5 separate regions of the Mus musculus genome follow, and regions 2, 3, 4 and 5 are each linked to region 1. The links are chromatin contacts, called in public Hi-C and promoter capture Hi-C maps. All regions are on one chromosome and are shown on one strand. The core of a region is the stretch at or near the end of the contact, and the rest is flanking DNA. Distances in the headings are between cores, read along the strand shown.

The links. Promoter capture Hi-C pulls out the DNA fragments that hold promoters and counts their contacts. Hi-C and Micro-C count contacts between places; a contact is called where the count stands out from the background.
Region 2: a contact with region 1 is called in a Hi-C map of muscle stem cells, with 4 times the contacts expected there. The contact joins the promoter of Rps3a1 here to the promoter of Plrg1 in region 1. A contact is called at or near these places in 1 of 39 promoter capture datasets (pre-B cells) and 2 of 484 Hi-C or Micro-C datasets (CD4 T cells and muscle stem cells).
Region 3: a promoter capture Hi-C map of liver shows a contact between it and region 1, with 7 times the contacts expected there. The contact joins the promoter of Tmem144 here to the promoter of Plrg1 in region 1. A contact is called at or near these places in 4 of 39 promoter capture datasets (cranial neural crest, liver and pre-B cells) and 2 of 484 Hi-C or Micro-C datasets (CD4 T cells and pre-B cells).
Region 4: a promoter capture Hi-C map of pre-B cells shows a contact between it and region 1, with 4 times the contacts expected there. The contact joins the promoter of 6430573P05Rik here to the promoter of Plrg1 in region 1. A contact is called at or near these places in 2 of 39 promoter capture datasets (frontonasal cranial neural crest and pre-B cells) and 1 of 484 Hi-C or Micro-C datasets (uterus).
Region 5: a promoter capture Hi-C map of pre-B cells shows a contact between it and region 1. The contact joins the promoter of Etfdh here to the promoter of Plrg1 in region 1. A contact is called at or near these places in 2 of 39 promoter capture datasets (liver and pre-B cells), 1 of 484 Hi-C or Micro-C datasets (regulatory T cells) and 1 of 9 other capture datasets (liver).

What each region holds. Positions count from the first base shown.
Region 1 is chr3:83,054,145-83,056,844 of GRCm38.p6, forward strand. Plrg1 (pleiotropic regulator 1) reads left to right here and starts at 1,394. Exons shown (of 15, transcript NM_016784.3): 1 at 1,394-1,510; 2 at 2,627-2,700. The coding sequence starts at 1,502.
Region 2 is chr3:86,141,304-86,144,003 of GRCm38.p6, forward strand. It overlaps Rps3a1 (ribosomal protein S3A1), which reads right to left and starts at 1,365. Exons shown (of 6, transcript NM_016959.4): 1 at 1,205-1,365; 2 at 395-498; 3 at 1-123. The coding sequence starts at 1,266.
Region 3 is chr3:79,841,563-79,844,262 of GRCm38.p6, forward strand. It overlaps Tmem144 (transmembrane protein 144), which reads right to left and starts at 1,347. Exons shown (of 12, transcript NM_001379543.1): 1 at 1,209-1,347.
Region 4 is chr3:79,285,440-79,288,139 of GRCm38.p6, forward strand. It overlaps 6430573P05Rik (RIKEN cDNA 6430573P05 gene), which reads left to right and starts at 1,416. Exons shown (of 2, transcript NR_165170.1): 1 at 1,416-2,370. It also overlaps a transcript of Rapgef2 not described here.
Region 5 is chr3:79,627,333-79,630,032 of GRCm38.p6, forward strand. Etfdh (electron transferring flavoprotein, dehydrogenase) reads right to left here and starts at 1,435. Exons shown (of 13, transcript NM_025794.2): 1 at 1,186-1,435. The coding sequence starts at 1,219. 4930579G24Rik (RIKEN cDNA 4930579G24 gene) reads left to right here and starts at 1,747. Exons shown (of 2, transcript NM_029482.1): 1 at 1,747-2,024. The coding sequence starts at 1,845.

The DNA of each region.
Region 1 (2,700 bases), core at 144-2,643:
CAAATACAAGAAAATAGGAGGGAGGCCATAGCAAACAGAAAAACCCAGGTTCCTATATGAACAGGAGATCTGTGTATGATATGTGTGATTTATGGGTCTCATGACTAGATAATAGGATCACCCAAGCTATTCATTTAAGAAGGAAATTTTCACACGGGTGGCTTAATTCAAGAGCTGTAAGAAGAGTAAAACCTAGTGTGGTTTACCTCAGTAGACTGCCCTTATGAGCCTTGCATAAGCTGTGTTCAGGATGACTAAGGTATCTCACAAGTTTAATGAGAGTTGTCTAGTAGTTATATTAACATAGATACATTAAGGTCTTTCTTACATTTCCTTAGTGTTTTGTGATTTAAAATGTTCTTTTCTATGGCTATTACTATTTCCTTGCAACGTGCACAAACATTAGCCACTTTTACAGAAAATAAGATCCTTTGGCTAAACTCACATTCACATTTAGAAATGACTACTTGCGGGCTACAAAGATGGCGCTGACGTTAAGGCTCAAAACTAAAAAGACTAGAAATGTCCATTTTCAGGTTAAAAACACGACCTTCATGTTTTTAATGAATTAAAATATAAATCGAGCGAGAGCATTGCTGTATCGGCGCTACGTTTCATCCTTCTCAAAGTATTCGCAGTATTCTGAGGACGGTATCCGTGAACTTAACCACAGTTCAGGAAGACGCACAATCTGTGAAAACGCCTTAAGATCGCAAATAGCAACTACATCAATACAGAAAACATTTGAAAACGATCGATCATATAAGCCACAGATTTATTTTTAACCTGGGTAAATCACAAAACCTCAACACTTTAGCGTCAAGCCAAATAAAATAAAACCAACTTAAGTTCTCAACCTTTTTTTTTTTTTTTTTTTAATTGCTTGTTTAAGCTGGACAGTGGTGGCGGCGCACGCCTTTAATCTCTGCACTTGGGAGGCAGAAGCAGGAGGATTTCTGAGTTCGAGGCCAGCCTGGTCTACAGAGTGAGTTCCAGGACAGCCAGGGCTACATAGAGAAACCCTGTCTCGAAAAAAAGAAAAGAAACGAAAAAGTTGCTTGCTTAAAACCTCCAAGTAAGGAGCACCAAGCTTCTGGAAGCAGGTACCGCCCCTAAACGTTAAGGCTGGCGCGCTCCCTTAGCTCCGGCTGAAATCTCCGCCCTCAGGCAGGAGACTCCGCCCAGCTCCGCCGAGACCCGCCCTTCTGCCTGGAGACATCGTTCGTCCCCGCCCAAACCCCGCCCCAGTCCCGCCCAGCGGCTGCCGAAGTCCCGCTCTCCTCCAAGAGGCTCCGCGCAACTCCGCCTAGCTTCCGCCCTCCACCGCTAGACTCCGCCCCTCGACCCCTGCGCGGCGGGTTGCCAATACGCATGTGCGGTTAGCGTCACGTCCGGCGACGGGCCCCAATCTCCGGAAAGAGCTGCCGAATAGTGGCGGCGTTTTCTGCGGCGATTATTTGAGTTCCTTCGCTGCTGGAGGGGTAGACTAAACGGCGGCGACATGGTGGAGGTAAAGTGATGCTTGGGTACTTGGGAGTCGTTTGTCCCTGGAGCTTTGCTTTGCCCACGGAAGTGTAGGATGAAAGTGGTGGGAATCTGGGGAAAGGAACTGTAGTCAAAGCTGGTGGTCTCGGCACGTCGGGGTGGGAGGAAGGCCGATGACATCCCAAGTCCGAGCTTCAGTCGGCGGGAAGCCTGAGGGAATCCTGCAGTCCGTGTGTTGTCGTAGGTACCTGGCCGTCTCCTGGGAGGCGGGGCTTCTGATGTTCCCACCGTGGCTGGGATGCTAGTCCGTGCTGTCTTGTCAGTTCCACTGTTATTTCATCTCTACCGCAGTAGAGGCGTGCGGTTCTTGATTTTGTTTGTTTGTTTGTTCTTGCGTATCCCAAACGTTTCTTACTCCCACCCACTGCGTTCCAGGTCCACTGCAGTCCTCCGAGTCTAGCCTAACATCTTTTGCCCGGACTCATTCAATAACTTCCAGCTGGTCTAAGTGCTTAGGATTAACGAACACATTGCAGGAGTGTAGTTCAGTGCTGCTTTCTGTTCCAGTGTTATAGAGTAAAAATGTTGGTGGTGGCAGAGGTCTAAACCTCACCGACCCTGGAAACCCACACTTCCGCAGCATTCACAACTGCTGCGGTTCTGAGTTATCTGGACACCTTTGCAGTGGGATTTCCCACACTTTCACTGCTTGTACCTCTATTCCGTGTAAGGCTGTCTCCCTCTCTGCTTATCACCTGAGAGAAACCTTTCTTGATTATATCTACCAATTCTCCCCCCACCAACTCATCCCATTGCCTATTTTCATAGAACCCTCCAAAAATGTGGAATTATTTTGCTTATTTTTGTCTGTTGCCTCTTGAGTACACTGCATGCCGCATACAGTACTAGCTCGGTAAATATCTACTGAACACATTGTAGGCATTACTCAGTTACTTTTCTAAGAGCTCTGGCCAGACAGGAGCTTTCTCATCTTCGTTGTTGATTGCTGTAGTTTGTTACAGTTATTGAGGAGTGTATATCCTTCTCCATATTTAGCGTGGAAATTGCATAATGACTCTCATGTCGATTAGGGTGTATGGGTCTCTTGTTAGATGTGTGATTTTTGGCTGTCTCTTTACAGGAGGTACAGAAGCATTCTGTACACACACTGGTGTTCAGGTCATTGAAGAGGACCCATGACATGTTTGTGGCTGA
Region 2 (2,700 bases), core at 115-2,614, 3.1 Mb after region 1:
GACAGTTTTTGCCCTGAACGTCCTCAGTGATTAGCTTGAATTTTCTAAACGCAACTTCATCATTCTGTAGATCAGCAAGGCTCACTTCAAACACACGACCCTTGAGGCCATCAGAGGCAATTTCTAAAAAAGAACCACAAACCCTGTTAACTTGTTAACCAAACCCACCTTCACACCAGTGGCTTACTGCCAACACCTAAACGTTCTCTTGGACAGCTGTACAAACACTTCATTGCTGCCACATCTGTACTAAGACCAAGCACTCCCAATGCCAGGCCCTCCAACCACTGGGCTGACATTTCAATCCAGCGCCCCATCAGAGTTGACCAAGGCGCCGGTTAATATGCACATGCCACAGCTTAGGAACAAAGCAAAAGGGGCCCACAGTACTCACTGGTTCCTTGAGTCCTCGTGACTAGTGTCTTCCCGATGTTCCTAATATTGAACATGGCTGGAGCTTTCACATCGTACCAGTCTTTCTTAGAAAATGGATCGACCCTGGATGGGAGAAAAATAACCTCAAGTTTCTCTGTAAATTGTAACAACACTCCCGACCACTTTTAAACGCTTCTTATCCTTCAGACTTCTGTTAACAGTTTCCCAGGCACGATCTTGCAATCGGCCTGCACTTAACACGACGGACGTCCTCCCCGTGGGGTGAACGTCTGCGAGGCCGGCTGGTCTGCCAGTGCACAAAGCAGTAAGTTCGAAGCCATGCCTTCCCCACTCCTCCATCACACAGGCAGTACTATATACACACTGCCCTGGAACCTCAGGGACCTGTGACAGTGACTGGTCCGCAACAGCACAAACTGCTGCTAAACAAGTGTCCCGGGTCTCCAGGTCGGTCCCACGAGAGCCCAGCACACAAGTTGACATGGGGTCCCGACATGGACAGCCAGAGTGACTGACGTAGAGCGGTGTTAAAAAGTGCCACGGACTTCCAGCAACCCAGGAGCCCACAGTTCGCGCGCGACACGCGAGCGACTGCTAGAGACGCAGGGCGGAGATCACACGCGGCGCGCGACACCCGGCCGGGTGGCGGAGAGGCGGCCGCCCGGGACGCACCCGCCAGCCGCGCAGCGCAGCACCGCCGCGCAATCCACCCCGCATCCTCACCATCCGCCCCACGCCGCACCCCAGAACCCGCCCACCAACTCCTGCGGAGCCCAACGGCCGGGGACCCGCGCGATCCGCCACTCACACTTTCTTCTTAGCTCCCTTCTTGCCACCTTTCGTCAGGCGCTTGTTCTTGCCGACCGCCATGGTGCCGACCGGAGAGCCAAAAGGGCGGAAGTACAACTCGCGCGAGAACTTAACGCGAGCCGGGCGGGGAGCGCCGTCTACGTGACCCTTGCTCTTTCGCCCTTCCGGCTTTAAGAATCTCGCGACACTAGCTGGCGGCTCGTTTCCCGCCGTGCTGCGACAGCGCCCTCGTGTGTCGGGAGGTCGCGCAGCGGGCCGCGGGCTGGCTAGGCTGTGCATGGGAGCCTGCAGATTGTCAGAGATGCTCAACCCACTTCAGGTTTCTTGTGGTTTCCGTTGCCCCGAGGGTGGGAACTCTCTGTTTCTAATTTTGAGAGTACGTTTCTTCCCTAGACCATGGGCTTTGAATCAGAGATAGCAAATCCATGTTCAAATGGTGATTCCAACAGTACTTAGCCTTCTGACCTCTTTAGCCATCAGTTCCCTCGGGTGTAAAACGGGAATATTCATGTGATCTATTTCAAAACATTAGTGTAATTCAATAAGCATGACTTCGGGCACGCTGTTCACGTGCTGACTACTCTTGGGCTTGGCTGTGTTGTGAACTTTCATGAAAAAAGAGGCTTAGCCGTGTGTGCAATCCCAGAGCTCTGGAGGCAGGAGGACAGCAAGTTGGAGGAGAGCCTGGAGTATATGGTGAGTACTAGCCTGAACTACCTAGCAAGACAGACTGGGAAGGGGAGAGGAGAGAATATATATATACACACACACACATATATACATATGTAACTCTTACACATTTGTAATCACATTTTTTTTTTGTATGACTATGTGTGTGGTCCTGTGCCTCACAGGTCTCTGTGTGGAGGTCAGAGACCTATTCTCAAGAGTTGGTTCTCTTCTTCCACTATGTGGGTATAAGGCTCAGGGAGAGGCTGCCATCCTGCGCACACTGGCCCGCAGCGCTGCCATACAATGTGCCCTGCCTCCTCACTGCCTGAGAGGTCTCTGCAGGTGCCTTTACCAGCTGAGCCATCTCGACAGCCCTGGGTTTTTGGTTGGTTGGTTTTGTTTTTTCTGGGATAGGAGGAGTGTTTGGGTTTTTAGTGGAGTGGGGACTAGAGTGGTGTCCTGGAAAAGCCTCAGCATGCCTGAGACAACGGATTCCATCTCTAGCACCCCAAAAAGGCACAGTCGTGATCAATTGTTGTACCTAACTGCCCACCAATTTTCTTAATGCAAACCACCCCTTCCCCACTTTTAAAAGTGATGTCTTTATTTTTATTTTATATGGTTTGCCTGCATGTTTGTCTGTGTGAAAGTCCCAGATCCCCTGGAACTGGAGTTACAGACAGTTGTGAGCTATCATGTGGGTCCTGGGAATTGAACCTGGGTCCTCTAGAAGAGCAGTCACTACTACTCTTAACCACTAAGCCATTTCTCTACCTCTATCTCCACCCCTCCACATCCCCAAACCCCCACCATAAAAAATGG
Region 3 (2,700 bases), core at 97-2,596, 3.2 Mb before region 1:
TTATTTTACAGAAAAGAAGGCTCCACTAAGGGGTATTGATGGGCAGCCACAGGTTTCAGCCTGAATTGGATGAATAATTAGTAGTGCTAATTAGAGCGCATGACCTCATTTGACTGCTGAATCAACTCCAGTCAGTTATTGCCTTAGATAAACGATGTTCGTTTACAGCACACGGCTCCAGAGCATTTCCAAAAGCACATGATCTAATTCCCTGTGAACCAACAATCCCAGACTGCCATAAGGAAGAGTCCATCTCGCGTTAAATCAGTGACATTTCTGTGGTAAAGAGAAGCATCATTACTTTACTGAACATGTATCCCCAACCCTTTTTTCGCACAAACCTAGCCCCAAATTATTCCTCTAAAAATCTTATTTTCAGTCTAGGTTGGTAGCAAGCTAACTTCCGGCACTCAGAAGGCAGAAGCAGGAAGATCTTTGAGATCATCGCCTGCTTGGTTTACATAGCTAGTTCCAGACCATCCAGGACAACACTAGTGTGACCCTGTCTTTAAAAAAGCAAGCAAGCAAACAAAATCCATTATTATTATTATTATTATTATTATTATTATATTTTTTAATAATACGGCATGCTCGGCAAACGCTCTGCTCAGCTATACCCGAACCCCGTTTTTACTTTGTTTGATTTGAGACAGTCTCGCCAAGCTTTTCTAGGCAGACTTTAAACTCGCTTCAGAGCTCAGTCAAGCTTTAAACTTGTGCTAGATCCCTCCCATTCATTTAAAATTTTTTCAAGTTTTAGTTAGACAATAGGACCATAAATATCACGTGGGTCAGGTAGCACGTGACCTGCCCACACGCGTTTACCTTAGACAGATTACCAACCAGGCAGCAGCTATCGAAATAGTTCGTATTTCTCCAAGGTAAAAGCTTTCAACATTCCGTGGAAAAGTCTCAAGTCCAAGGATTCTAAGGTTTACGTGTTAAGTATCCACTTAATATTTTATTAAGCTACATTCATTCTTTCTAAAAAATTTACTACTTTCGTTTCATTACTGGTATATCTGCTTTTTCTCCCGACTACTTTAAAGTTTTAAGCAGCTCCTCCCCTGCGTTTAAGATAGTGCCGGCGCTCGATCAATGCCGCCTGCTCTAGTTTAAAGATTTCATTTCTGGTTTCCTTTAATTTCCTCCAATCTGAGTGCAGCTTCGCCTGTCTCTGGGCTGACGTCACGAGTGCTGGCACTTACTTGCTCTGCGAGTTTTCCCGAGGAGCTGAAGGTTGCAGGGCGGCTCTCAGACCCAGGGGCACCTTAGACTCAGGTGACCTGGTGGGGTCTCACTGCGCTGACTCTTCCCTGGACGCGTGCGGACTTCCTGCCGGAATCTGAAGGGAGACCGGAGTCCCTCCCAGGCGGAGGCTCAGGACACCCTCCCAGCGGAGGGCTGGAGCTCAGTCAGGTGACTAAGGAGTCCTCAGGCCCTCTGTCAGTCAGCGAGTTAACTAGAGAGTGTCGTGCCCCCCCCCCCCCCCCCCCTTTAAAGAAGAGCTCGTTCAGTGAGTAGCAAGTCACCTTCTGCTAAACACCACACCTTTAATTGTGCAGTTTGTGGATGAGACAAAGCCGGAGCTACCTCACACAGTTACAAAATAAATGCTCATTCCATCCCGGTTTGCCTTTGTTGTTAGGCAATCTCTCCTAATTTGCACTCCCAACTCTCATTCCCCCTTTTTAAAGTTGAGACAGCTTATTCCGAAGTTGCCTAGACTGGCTTAACGCTCACTCCACAGCCCAAGTAGACTCTGTGATCCTCCTGCCTCAGCCTCCCATGTAGCTGGAATCATGAGCTTAGACAAATGTAAACAATTAATGTGTGCTACTGTAATGTGAACTAAATGCCTTTGTGGCTTGCTGGCACATTTCAGTAGACAAGGGAGGTGGCTTTATACAAATCCATACACTGGAGTTGCGGAAAATAAAGCTTGGCCCGGGAGGTAATTTCTTTGAAAATAGCTTCCAGGAAGCTTTCCTGTGAAACCAGGCTGTGCATCACGTTCCAGAGCAGTAGCTGTATCCCACCCCACCTAAAGAGCTGTAAGAATCAAGAGCAATGGACAGGAGTGCAGGCTTCGGACATCCGATTGAGATTCAGAGGTAAAAGCAACCACTAGCATATGATGTAGATTTACCTGCCTCTTCTGTAGCTGAAAACCACGTGTGTGTGTGTGTGTGTGTGTGACTGTGTGCGTGCGCGTGTGTGTGTATGTGTGCGCGCACGTCCATATGTGTGTCTGTGTGTGCGCTCGTGTGTGTGTGTGTGTGTGTGTGTGTGTGTGTTTGTGTGTGTGTGTGTTCATCTCTCTCTGTCTCCCTCTCTCCCTCTCTCCCTCTCTCTCTCTCTCTCTCTCTCTCTCTCTCTCTCTCTCTGTGCATGTGTTCGTGTGAGTGTGTGTGTGTGACTGTGTGCGTGTGTGTGTGCGTGCATGTGTGTGTATGTGTGCGCGCGCGTCCATATGTGTCTGTGTGCGCGCTCTTGTGTGTGTGTGTGTGTGTGTGTGTGTGTGTGTGTGTGTGTGTGACAGACCTCTCCTAGACAGCAAGGCTGTCTCTCTAGGCCGGATACTAGCACAGCAGAAGACACAGATGTGAACTTCAAGAAGAGGAAGTGCTAGGTCCTGGCCTAGTCTGAGTTTGAGGCAGGCAGGCCTCTTGGAGTGGATTAAGCTGACACCATCCACTA
Region 4 (2,700 bases), core at 166-2,665, 3.8 Mb before region 1:
TTTATTCTAGTCTCTCGCCCATTAAATAATCATCATCAGAGATGGGCAGCACTTGGATTTGGACAGATGGCATCCCATCCCCAGACAAGCAAAGCAACTTTTGTCAAGTATCGGATCCTCGCTGTTTTTGCTGGCCCCAAGGATCTGTAGATCTTCTTTGCCTGCAGGGTTGGCAAGCAGGATCGCCTGTAGTCGCCATCCCAACATTTAGGAATCTACGTCATGTAGCCAGTAAGCAACGGAAATCAAACCACATTTTTTATAACACTCCTCCCTCGCTAATCCAATCTAAGAAAAATCAAATCTAACCCACCAGCTATCCCTCCGTTTAAAAATAAAAAAAAAAACCTGAGGATAAACAATTGTATAAACGTTAACCACTCATCTAATTTTGACCATATTGTGCAAACCGAAAGAATCTGCCCTGCGAAGAAGACGGAGTCGAATACGCCTGTTCTGCACTTACATCTACAATTGGAATGAAAAGCGCTGGCCTGTCAACTTTTTCCTTTCGATGGATAACAACATTCCTCTTTCAAGAAAGTAAAGTAGTAACTAAAGACAGGCTTTCACTTTACAAGGCCCACCTAGGCCAGTCAGTTCATCGCACAACCCTGCAAGTTCCTGCTTACAGCTCATTAAACACCCCTAAACTCTAAAGATGGGATACATGCAAGAGAGTAACTGAGCCTGCAGTCAGGGTGACAAGAGTACCCGGCCGAGAGGAGCTGAGACCTGACCCCAAGACTCAACCCCAAGGAGTGTGGCCGGAGAAAGGCATACCCTATAGACAACTAGTCCCGCAAAGGCGCAGGCAAGGTCAGCTACGGGGAGCGCAACGAAAAGGACAGCAGAGGAGAGGGCAGCAATCGCAGAACAGTCTGAAAAGAATGCCCTTGGAAGTTGGGGCAGGGAAGGTCCTGGATGGGGGAAATGGGATGCTTCCCCAGCAGAGGAGTGCCGGGGCACTGGAAGGGCGCAGTCTGCAGACACCAACCCCACGGCGGGTGGCGGCGCGTCTCACCTGGGGGGTCCTCTCGGCGGGGTTCTTCATCACCGCTTGGCGGAAGCTATTATCCACGTAGGACGCCATCTCCCCCTGCGGGGCGCACCGGGTCCGCTCCACACACTCGCCGGCCTCCCGGCCCAGCGCCACTGCCCGAGGCAAACCAGCCCAGGCGCGGGGCCGGGGCGCAGACAGCACGAAAGGTCCGTGCAGCCCGGAGCTGCCCTCCTCCTCCTCGCGGCTTGCTGTCCGTAGACTCGGACTCAGCGACTGCCCGGCAGCGCTCCCGATCGGTCGCGGATCGCGCTGGCCCCGGCGGGCCGAGTTATTTTTAGGGAGGTGCAAGCGACGGCGGGCGGAGCCTCTCCGGCGGGGCCCTGGCTCTACCCGCTCCGGCCGCGCTCGCTCTGACGCGTCCCGGGTCCTCGCGCGCCGGTCGAGAGGGAGGGCCGCGCGCTGAGCCTGGTGAGCCCGGCTCAGGTCTGGGAGCCACCGAGCCCGCTGGCCTCGGCCGCCGTGGCCGCGCCGCGCCTCCGTCTACTGTCGGCCGCGCCTCCCGACTGCTGCTGCATCCCCGCGGGCCGCGCAGCTCCAGCCGCCCGCCCCCATCGGCGCCTGAGCGCGGCTGCTCCCCGCGCGGCCCCCGCGCTCTAGGCAACTTTGTGCGTCGTCCGTGCGGCGGGCGGGCGCGGCGGGCCAGACACGGGTCCCCGGCGGGCGCGAGGCCGAGAGCGGAGCGCGCAGCCCCGCCAAGCGTCTGCTGAACGGCGACCGCCTCCTCTTCCCCGCCTCTTCCTTCTCCTGCGCCTCGGCGGCCGCCGGAGCCACTCTTCAGGGAGGAAGCGGCCTCCGGGGCTTGTTGCTTTGTGCTGCAACCATGGTGAGGAGTGAGTGACGGGCCGGGGGCCAGTCGGAGGCCGCCGCATCATCGGGGGCGGAGCGCCCCGTGGCGCCGGCCCGCCCCATCGCTGGCCTGGCGGGGCCGCGCCCTCGCTGAGAGCCGCGTTCTGCCGGGGCCAGGTGCGGTGGGAGCCAGGACAGCCGGGGCTGTTGCGATCGTTGATCCCATAGCTGAGCGGCCGCACCCCGACTCTCTGGCCTAGACCCCACATCCCAGGCCTTGCGGCACGTCTCCCGCCTCTTCCCGGGCTGGAAGCTGACCCCACCCGGGAGAGGTCCCTGTGAGGACTCGGCTGCAGTGGCAGGTCTTCCCAAAGCTTAGGGCTGACTGGGATTTTGCTTCGGTGGCAACATTAACCATCCTTGGATTCTGTTTATTTGTAGTGACTGCAAGGACAACGTTGCTCTCCTACCTTCCGCGCTCACTGACATCTAAACCCTTAAATGACTCCTGCGTTAGTCAGGTAGGAATGTGGCTTTCCAACTCCAGACCTGGTATCACATCGGACAAGAAAACACCAGGTCAGCCCGTTGTAATCTAGAGGCCAAGACAGCAAGTTCTCTGACATAATCAAGAATGAATAATCCTAGGTCGGACTTTGCCTTCCACTGGGCAGAGCACCTTCTCAGGATCGCGAGTTTCCAATCCAGACTTGCCCGGTACAAAGCCCATATTAGTGTGTTAAGATGTCCCTGCTCTTGGGAGTTCATCCCTTCCTGACCAGGCTTGAGGTGTGCAGCGTCAGCCTCAAAGAAGATTGCAGTGTTTGAAGTCTGTGTGGAGACTAAAGACA
Region 5 (2,700 bases), core at 185-2,684, 3.4 Mb before region 1:
TGGTTGAGTTCAAACATACTATCATCATTTAAAAGGTATTTATTATACCCTGTAGTTTACCATATACAAGTTATCATTTACTTCTGAAAATTCATTCTATTATTTGTACAGCTACTAATTTGCTCGAGAACAGTTGGAACCGTGGCCTCTGATTCCCACCAGAGAATTTTAAAAAGGTATAACGTTTATTCCTTTGCTTAAACGAGCATGGTATCTCTCATGACCCATCTGAACATTTAGGCATAAAGACAGAGTTCCAGTAGAAAGCAAAGTCAGAGTCACTGAACACCGGATCAGCCATACACGACATACTTAGCACATTTAGTTGTCACCACTAGAGGTAACACTGAGTAATGAAAATGTAACAAATTAGCGTTTAAAGAAAAGTCACTGACTAGATCCAAGACTGCATCTAAATTAGACTGTAAACTGATGGCTCTCAAAGCATACCATCTTCTGTGGATAATAGATGCTTGGTTTGAATATACACCATATTGTTTAAACAAGTATACAAATACTTGTTTAAAAATCCCACAGCCAAATTAACTTCAGTAAAGATTTATATTAAGCCAGTTACAACAGAATTCAAGATCCTCTAAACTTCTGTTTGAACGAGGGGGTTGTTTTTAAGTAAAAACTTAAAACTATCCTGCAACTGCTTTAAGAAACACCCATAACAGAAACGCCTGGTGTTAACTCTGGATAATGCAGAAAAAATTCCGACTCCAGACATAATTGGTAATATATGAGTTAATACGATATGAGAGCTCAGACTTCAATTAAGATTAGACTATTATGGCTGCAAAGTCAGGTCAGAGCCAAGGCGAAAACCCACACAAGTTTTTCTTTCTTTCCCATTCCTAATAAGGCGGCAGATAATACCTGAGCCTTGAGGTAAAGATTAGGAGCGGCATTTGGGGGAACTCCACCGAGGGGGCAGTGTTGACAATTTTCTCTTCTCATGACCTTTAACCTAGATGATAATTCTGCCAACTGGGGCAACTCCAAGGTCGGTAAGGTAGGGTCGGCCACCAGGCGCTGACAGCATTGACCTTTGCCCTAGTTTAGCCTAAGACAATAGACAAGGAAAGAGATGCTGGCAGTACCCCGGGTGTGGCCCCAGTCTTGTTTTGTCCCAACTTATCCACCTTGCTCCTTCTGTCCCCACCAGGAGTTTCGTCTCACCAGGGCAGGACAGCTTGGTTAGTCGCACCAACATGTTCAAAGTGACCCGGAGACTTGACCAGATACAAAGGAGAGAGGCGTGGGTCTGCGGCTTGCCGAGGGTGCTGGACTTCTAGGCTACGAGGGGCGCCATCACCTGCCAAGAAGCCCCGACTGCTCAGCTTCTGTCAGCGTCTGGGCTCTGCCGACCGCCCTTGCTTCGCGGCGTACCCGCCCCTCTTCTGCTTTGCGCCGGCGCCACAGAGGACACGAAGGCCAGTAAGGTTTCCGGGTCACATACAAGCCAGGAAAAGGCAGAAGACTCCATCTCCCAGTCATCCTCAGCCAGGAACCTAGTGTGCAGAAGAGGCCGACAAGCTCTCGCGTGTGCGCATGCGCCCTAGAAGCATAGCGAGGCTGATTTGCTAGGCATTCTGGGAGTTGTAGTGTTTAGCTCCTGGAGCTGTGCGCAGGAGCCTGGTGACGCCTGGCTTGATATCTGATTGGCTGTCTGGAAAAAATGAGACGTACTTGGGGTCCAGGGCAGAGACAAACGAGAAGATGGGGCGGGACTCCGTGTGGGAGGAGGCGGAGCCTATGGGCTTTGGGCGCGAGCGGTCGAAAGGCAGTTGGTGAGGGTTCGGTTGCTTGATCCGGTCCAGTAGCCCCAGCTCACTCCCATGGCTGACTCTGAGGAGTTTCGGGCTTCTTCGCCGCCGCCGCCGCCTCCCTCATCTCCGTCGTCAGGCGCCTCTTCGTCGTCCCTCAGCATGCCAGTGAGTTTGGGCTGGCGGGATCCGAGCAGGAGTCCCGGTCCAACCGTGGACCCGCTGGAGCAAGTGGAGCTGCAGATCGGAGACGTGAGTGTCGCCGTTGCGGCTGAGAGCTGATTGCAGCTAGGGTGCTCCTGCCTGCGGTTCTTGGAGTTGAGGGCTAGCCTCGGCTCTCTCTTCCCGCATCTTTCTTTCCTTCTCCTTCTGCTAGCGGTCATCCGCAGCCCCGCTGCCAGGATCCTCTCTCCGCCTCCTCCCATCCCTCGGAGCACTTTGGGCGGTCATAGCTTGCCTCCTTGCCCATTGGTGCTTTCTAAGGGACTCGAGCTTGTGCTTCTAGTTGGCCACCAGCCCAGGGCCAGCTGGTGATGCTGTTGTGTGTCGCTTACTTGGCTCTGTGTTGGACTTGAGTGGACCAGGGCTAATCACAGCCGGCAGATGGATTTGATAGGACAGTTTAGAACAGAATCTTGCAATGCAAAAATTCTGTAAAGTTTTTGTTCAATCTCGAATTCCCAGAAATAACTTCCTGACCCCAACACGTATAACGCTGAGGGGTTGGAGGGTCACAGCGGCACTTTATTTATTTATTATTAGGTATTTTCCTCATTTACATTTCCAATGCTATCCCAAAAGTCCCCCATACCCTCTCCCACTCCCCTACCCACCCACTCCCACTTTTTGGCCCTGGCGTTCCCCTGTACTGAGGCATATAGAGTTTGCCAGTCCAATGGGCCGTTCTTTCCATTGAAGGCCGACTAGG